Linked DNA regions of Mus musculus: region 1 is linked to region 2. Evidence: chromatin contacts called from public ChIA-PET data. All regions are on one chromosome and are shown on one strand. The core of a region is the stretch at or near the end of the contact, and the rest is flanking DNA. Distances in the headings are between cores, read along the strand shown.

Region 1 (3,599 bases), core at 314-2,813, 160 kb before region 2:
ATTAGCCTCAGAAGGGGAAAATTTTAAATCCAAGGATCTCTGCCTTCTTGTTGCTTGGGAGGAAAAGAGTAATTACACGTGACCTCTCTGAAACACACAGGAGTTGACTATGTTCAAATTTCTAGAGCACTCTCATTACCAGAGAAGTGTTTCTCCATGGGAGTTGGTTTTGTCCCCCAGGGGACGTGAGGAAATACCTGGAAACACAGTTGACTGTCTCAGCTGGCTAGGTTATCACTGGTACCTAGTAAAGAAAGCTGGCCAAGCTTAGAACCCAAAGTTATGCAAGCAGTCCCCCACACTCACAAGTTACCAGGTCTAAGATGGCCACAGTGGACAGGTTAAACCCCTGCTGGAAAGGTGAAAGTGAACTAAAAAGAACTATTCAGAGACAAGACCACTCCTACAAGAGAGAAAAAGACTTTTTTTCTTTAAAAGGTGGGGCAAAAGAAAAACACAAATAACGTAAATAAATCCCAAAGCAAAAAGACTACGTGAGCCAACAAGCGTTCGAATGGTCATGTTTGCTTGTTTAATCAAATCAAAGAGTGACTTCTGGGGCTAGAGAGGTGGTTTATCAGTCAAGAGCACCCGTGGCTCTGGAAGCGGACTTGGGCTCACTTCCCAGCAATCACGTGGCAGCTTACAACTGCCTGTAACTCCAGCTCCAGGGAGCTGAGGCCCTCTTCTGACCTCTTTGGCCACAAGGCATGCATGTGGTGCACACTCAGCATACATTCAAGCAAATGTTTATAAAATAAGAACAAATAGACCCTTTAAAAGTTTGCTCAGGCCTTGCAAACTGGTGCTGGTATTTGGTCTCAGCAATCTCTATTTTTCTCATGAATAACATTTTCTGTCCAGGCTTACAGAAAGGGTGGTGTTCGTTAGGTGTCACATTCTTGGTGCCAAGGTAGGGGACACTGCCTATGCAGCTCCCAACCATCTGAGAAGCTGTCTGCATTTGCTGATAGGGCATCGTGAGCGCCTCCCCTGTGGAGCCTGCAGGGGCCTCACAGGGAGAGATCCAGGAGTTCAAAGATGAGTTCTAAGGTCTGGGGAATTAAGATAACAGTTGTCTTCCTCGTAGATGTGCTTGGAACCTTGTTTTCTTTCTCTTGCCTCTTAAGGTAGCATAGTCTCACCACGTAACACAGGTTGGCTTGAAGTCATGGTTTTCCTGCCTGAGACTTCTAAGAGCTAGATAAAAAGGCATGCATCGCCGGGCATGGTGGTGCACACCTTTAATTCCAGCACTCGGGAGGCAGAGGCAGGCAGATTTCTGAGTTCGAGGCCAGCCTGGTCTACAAAGTGAGTTCCAAGACAGCCAGGACTATACAGAGAAACCCTGTCTCGGAAAAAAAAAAAAAAAAAAAGAGGCATGCACCATCACATCCTGACTGAACATGTTTTTTTTTTTTTTTTTAAATGTGATATTGATGAAAAAGCACTACCTATTAAAAGCTCGTTATTTGCCAGGTCCTCTATTCTTCTACAGGGATCTCCCACATAGAATAACAAGCAGCCACAGAGCCCTTGGAGCCGCATGGTGTGGGTGGCTGTGCTGAGGCTCTGGCTGTGCTGATAGGATGTGGGCAAAGCTGCTAACTTCACAGCCAGGGAGTGGAGGCAGGAAGAACCCCCAAAGGCAAGGCAAAAGAATTTCTGAGTATTCAAGGTGTTAGGGTCACGGTCAACACCAGCAGGGTGTCCTCTGGGACACCAAGATGTCCTGGCAGAATGTGTCCTCCTGTTTACAGAAGGCCCAAGACACAAACTCTCTCCCTCTCCTCCCCATCCCTGGCCTCCTTTGCTGGCTCTAGCCTGCAACCCCGGGTTGCCTGGGTTGCCCACAGGTTCACTGTGCTTCTTCACAGGGCCCCCTGCTCCAGTGGCTGGATTAACTTCAAAGCACCCCATTTTTCTGTCACTATGGATGTCAGCCTTGCAGCCATGGGGGTGGAGGGGGATGGAAATGCCCTAGTCAGTTTTCCATGCACAGTTCCCCCAACAAGCCACAAATAAAACCATTGGCAGCATAGGCAGAGTTTTAGGGGACAGTGACGCTGGCACTCTCCGTCCCAGGAACGTGCCTGTCCCCTTTGATACTGGCTTTAAGATAAACCAGGTGCAATCTCATTTGGATGAAGTCTGTCTTAGCCACTTTTACTTAATGCTGCCCCCATTGCAACTCAAAATTGAGAATCCACTGATCCTGCTGGCACCCAGGACCACGCTCTTGTCAGCAAACCTCACCCCACCACATACACACCCCAAAATAAATTGCAGCGGAAACAACCCTAGCTAGCTGGCTCCTTCGTTCATTCCACAGCTCCTCGGGCTAAACCCAGTAGGCTTGGACAAGTGTTTTCTGGGAAATGGTTACTTCTGTTTTTAATTCTCAGCTAGCTGGATTCACTCGGTACTCAGACCTGTTCAGGAAATCAGAAGTTAACTCCGTTTCTTTTTAGAGGCCTTTGATCACCTTGGAGCCGTGTCTTTCTGCCCCACCAGTGCTACTGGGGAGCAGCTCTCTATGTCGCTGCTACTCCTCCCTGTGTGGTAGCACCTGGCATGACTCATTCTACAGAGTTAGTACTCAGAATGAGGACTGAATTAATGTATCTTTTTAAAATTGTAACCGAAGTTTTCTTGGCACAACAAGTGAACATGTGGAGTAGAGTCTTTGATACATGCAGATAAAACAAAAAAACACACAAAAAAACAAACAAAACAAAACAAGACACACACACAAAAAAAACTATAGTTAGCCAAAGCACACATGCAAGAGAAAAACAAAACTAGTAAAAACTGTGAGACCCCGACTTAGAGCGTTTCTCCCTGGAAGGTACAGCCCCTGGATGTTCCCCAAGCTTATTTTCCCTGATCTTTAAAAATACAGCTAGAAAAAAGCTCTTTGTTCTCTATAGCCTGCAAAAAGCCTTTTTGTTTCTATACTGTACAACCAGAGATGCCTGCCTTCCTATGCCGAGGACACAGAGATAAAAATTCAGAAAGAACTCACTCCCCACTCCTGCCTTGTAAATTTCACCAAGGACACCCGGAAGAGAAGCACTCTTCCCAACTCCTCCCAACTCCTCCCAACTCCTCAGCTAGCTGTTAAAAGCCCCCTACTGTCACCCCTGGGGTCAAACTCCCCTGCCCTGCACGGCAGAGGGACTTCCGTCCTCAGCTAGCTGATAATAAAATCTCTTGCAGTTTGCATCAGGTGTGGTTTTCTCTCGAGATGTTGGGGTGTTGGCCAGCTCATCCCGGGACTTGAGTGAAGGCCCAGCATCAGTGGTCTTACAAAACTATTCCAGATAAAAACAAATGTAGCTACCCAGGTTATTTTGATGTGAAGGTCTTGGTGTTGCTGTAGCTCTACGGTGCATATGTTGAAATCCAGTCCTGGTATACTGAGAGGTAGTTGTTACCTGTGACGAAGCCACAAGGATGGAGTCCTATGGCTGGGACCAGTCTCTCTATAACAGACACTAACCATCCAAAGACAAACAGGAGGCACCATCTATGAGACTAGGTCCTCATCTGACATTCAATCTGCTTGCACCTCAATCTTGGACACCCCCATCCTTGCA
Region 2 (3,793 bases), core at 993-3,492:
GGAGAGTGCAGACAAGCTGCGGGTGAACAAAACGCAGGAATGACTGTATCTGCTGTCCTTCCAGCCCTTGGAATGGAGCCCTCCAGATGCCCTGGCTAGGCCCAGCTTTGGTGTTTAGGACTCTCTCCTACAAGGTGAAGCAACCAAAATGTCTATCAGTAAGAGACCAAAAACACATTATTGTACATCCAAATAACAGCACACGGCTTTTGAAATTGTATATATGTGATCCTGTGTGGAGTGCATCTGAGTGCAGGTGCCCACAGAGGCCAAAGTCATGGGATTCCCTGGAGTGTGAGTTTCAGGGGAGCTGTGAGTCTGATGTGGCTTCAGTCAAGAAACTGAACTTGGGTCCTCTTTCATAGCAGGGAGCACTCAACCTCTGAGCCACCTCTCCAGCCCTCTTAGCAACTTTTAAAATTTTAATTAAAAAAAAAAAAGATTAGTCTACATACATCAATGTGTAAATGTGTCATTATCTGTTGCCAAATAGCATTGTGTTATGATGGCCTCCTTAAGAGTAGAACTGGGGGGCTGTCGAGATGGCTCAGTGGTTAAGAGCGTCGACTGCTCTTCTGAAGGTCCCGAGTTCAAATCCCAGCAACCACATGGTGGCTCACAACCATCCGTAACAAAATCTGATGCTCTCTTCTGGAGTATCTGAGGACAGCTACAGTGTACTTACATATAATAAATAATTAAAAAAAAAAGAGTAGAACTGGGACATAAAGAGTGGAGAGTGAAGGAGAGAATTTTGAGGAACTCCCCCAGCCTTTTTTTCAAGACAGGGTTTCTCTGTATAGTCCTGGCAGTCCTGGAACTGGAGCTGTAGACAAGACTGGCCTCACCTGCCTGAGTGCTGGGATTTAAGGCGTGCTGGAGGGTTTCACTTTTTATTTGCTGTTTCTGTATTGTCTGAAAACTTTACTTGATAATCTTCTTCAATGTTTATTACATTAAAAGACACATAAGGACTAAGCAAGATTGATTCTTTAATCAATTGACCCCAGTAGTGAATTTAGAAAACCAAAACCAAAACCAAACAACGCAATAGCGTTGAAGGCTGCTGTCTAGCTGATAGAGGAAGAATGGGGAGGATCAAAGGGTGTGTCTCCTGAAGAGGAAAAAACTACATCCTCACCCCGTTCCGATTAAACCTGCTTTTCTTGAAGCATCGCTATGCAAATTAACCTCTGGGTTTCATTTTTAGGATCAGGAAGTCTTTGAACACTATGCTCGTTTAAGTGTTTAAATTGCTTGGCTCTGGTTTTTGGAAGCCGCACACAGGTAGAAAAGACAAACGAGAAAGGAGGATGAGAAGCCTGGGAATAAGCGCCCCTGGAATTATCTAGAAATGGGATTTGTGGTACAAATAGGGTGAAGAGTTGGAGCGCGAAGGATGCACGGGGGGGTAGGGGGGTGGATGTTGTTGAGGGTGAGCATATCTACTCCAGCGAGAGGTTTGAATTCCCACGCCCCTCCTCCCATCGCAGCAGCAAGGTGGAAGAGCGAGCCCAGCCCTCTGCTGCTACGGTCGGAAAGGTCACGTATCTACCCACCTCTCAGGCTCAAGTACCTTCCAGTGGTGAAAACCAACTTACTGGCTAAAGACCAAAATGGCCTAGCCTACAACGACCACTGCTCTGCTACTTCTCTGAAAAGGCCACTCGCCACTTAGGATGAATTCCCAAAGACTTCCCTCCCTCTCCTCCCTCTCCTCCCTCTCCTCCCTCTCCCCCCAGCGCTTGCAGGATGGAGGGGAAAGTCAAGGATACAAGGACAGTTCCTGGCAACGGCTCCGAGCAAACGGGAGGGTCGCTCGTCCCCAGACGCTCGTGGGGCCTCGGTGGCGGCTGCGGCGGTGCCCCACAGGACCTCCATCCCCTACCGATCGCCTTGGGGACCTCCCCAGACTCAGGACGAGATGCGCGGCGGAGCGGCCTGCCTCGGCTGAGCGCGGGTCACGGCGGCGTCAGGGCCACGGGGCGCCGAGAGGACGCGGGCGCAGGCCGGGCCCCGCCGGTCGCCCGCGCGCTCCTTGGCACCGACACGGGCGGCGCCACAGAACCTCAGGCCGCGCCGGGCCGGCGCCCTGCGTTCGATCGGCAGATCACAGAAACCCGAGACCTGCCAACCGCACTCACCCGGCTACCTGCGAAGTCTACACCGAGCCCAGGCAGGAGCAGGGACGTCGAGGGCGCGCGTCTGTCCGGGAAGCAGCGGCCCGATCAACCTCAGTCCGGGAGCCGGGGGCCGGCGGCGGGCGGGAGGCCAGGGCGCCGGTGGGGCGGGGGCGAGGCGCCGTGCGCACCGCAGGAACCAATGGGATTGCAGCAAGTGGCCTGCGTGGGCGGGGCATAACCCCTGGAGGCGGGACCGGGACCTCAGAGGCGGAACGGGGCTGGACCCGTGCGCTCTGCGGAGACCAATCATAGTGCGACCGATTAGATAGAGGGCGGGGCTTGATTCCTGAGGGCGGGGCTGGCGCGGTGCTCTACCTGCGTCCTGGAGCTGAGGTCCGGACCTCTCCTGCTGCGGTTTGCGGTAGTAGTGTAAACTCAAGCGCCTCAGCATCGGTGAGAGCACCGGTACGGGGAACCCAAGCCTATTACGCAAGGTCCTCTTGCATATCAGCAGTTGAGCATTGTTCACCAGCTGCCGAGAGTCGAGAACGCACTCCAAGACGTTCAAAAACCAAGACCTCAGAAGATGAAGTTACAGGTCCAGGGATCCCAGTCAGTACTGGTTTTCTGAGGGTACCCGCAAAGCAAAGCTACATAGCTATTTCAGCCTGATTCCTTTTTCCGTCTATCCAAATAGATTTTTGGCTTGTTTTGGGAGCAAATCTTTACTTATCTCCTTTAGAGATACTGCCTCTGGATTTTTCAGCATAACTTCAAAAACCACATTTCCTACAGAATATAAATGCAGTTAAAGAAAGATGCAAAGTCCAAGTTACTACTACATTGAAGGTAAAAACACACTTCACCTAGATAGAGTAAAGCAAAAAGATTTTTGTGTCACGTAACTGTCACAAATGACATCCTGGATCCTGTTACTCCTGTAGTTCTTGTATATAATCTAGGATTTAGGTATTCAATAAATATTCACTGCATAAATTCCTTTTTGGAGTATGGGATTATGCACACACACTAACAAGCAAGAGGGGCAGCAGAAGGGAACATCTTTAGGTATCTGTCCCAGAGCTAGGGAATGTAGTTCAGTTGGTACATTATTTAGCCTTAAATACATAAGGCTCTGGCTTGTATCCCAAGCATCATATAAACAGGTGTGGTGATACATGCCTGTGATCCCTGCATTCCAAAATGTCTCAGCTTGGGTATGATCATGGTCTCAAGCATATTTCTATTTCCAGTCAGACTGGATTACACAGCAAATTCAAGACCAAACCGAGCCGGGCGTGGTGGCGCACGCCTTTAATCCCAGCACTTGGGAGGCAGAGGCAGGTGGATTTCTGAGTTCCAGGCCAGCCTGGTCTACAAAGTGAGTTCCAGGACAGCCAGGGCTATACAGAGAAACCCTGTCTCGAAAAAAACAAAAACAAAAACAAAACAAAACAAAACAAAACAAAAGATCAAGCTGAAGTGAGGTCCTGTCTCAAAACTACTGGAGGATCTGGGATATAGTGTAGTAGTAGTGCGTTGCCTGTCCAGAATGTGCCGTCTGCTTTCACTTCTCCATCAGTTAAAAAGGGGGGCAAGGGGGACTGGGAAGATGCTCTACCGGAGGACCCAGAGTGGGGCTCACATCCACCTGTAACTCCAGATCCAGG

What was found. ChIA-PET counts read pairs in DNA pulled down with a chosen protein or histone mark.
Region 1: an RNA polymerase II ChIA-PET map of effector CD8 T cells shows a contact between it and region 2, with 69 read pairs. The contact joins the enhancer-like site here to the promoter of Tmem50b in region 2. A contact is called at or near these places in 1 of 39 promoter capture datasets (hematopoietic stem and progenitor cells), 11 of 115 datasets of contacts at active chromatin or transcription factors (the 230-238 cell line, CD8 T cells, the HPC-7 cell line and 8 more) and 1 of 9 other capture datasets (liver).

Annotation. Positions count from the first base shown.
Region 1 is chr16:91,440,993-91,444,591 of GRCm38.p6, forward strand. No RefSeq gene overlaps it. Among named protein-coding and RNA genes, the nearest start is that of A930006K02Rik, 22 kb to the right of the region's middle. Within about 2 kb of position 1,564, at least 92 of the 459 cell types and tissues checked have an H3K27ac peak or open chromatin away from gene starts, as enhancers often do. A contact at or near this core is called in CD8 T cells, the HPC-7 cell line, the SCID.adh cell line and 5 more, where this site is marked.
Region 2 is chr16:91,595,438-91,599,230 of GRCm38.p6, forward strand. Tmem50b (transmembrane protein 50B) reads right to left here and starts at 2,243. Exons shown (of 7, transcript NM_030018.3): 1 at 2,145-2,243.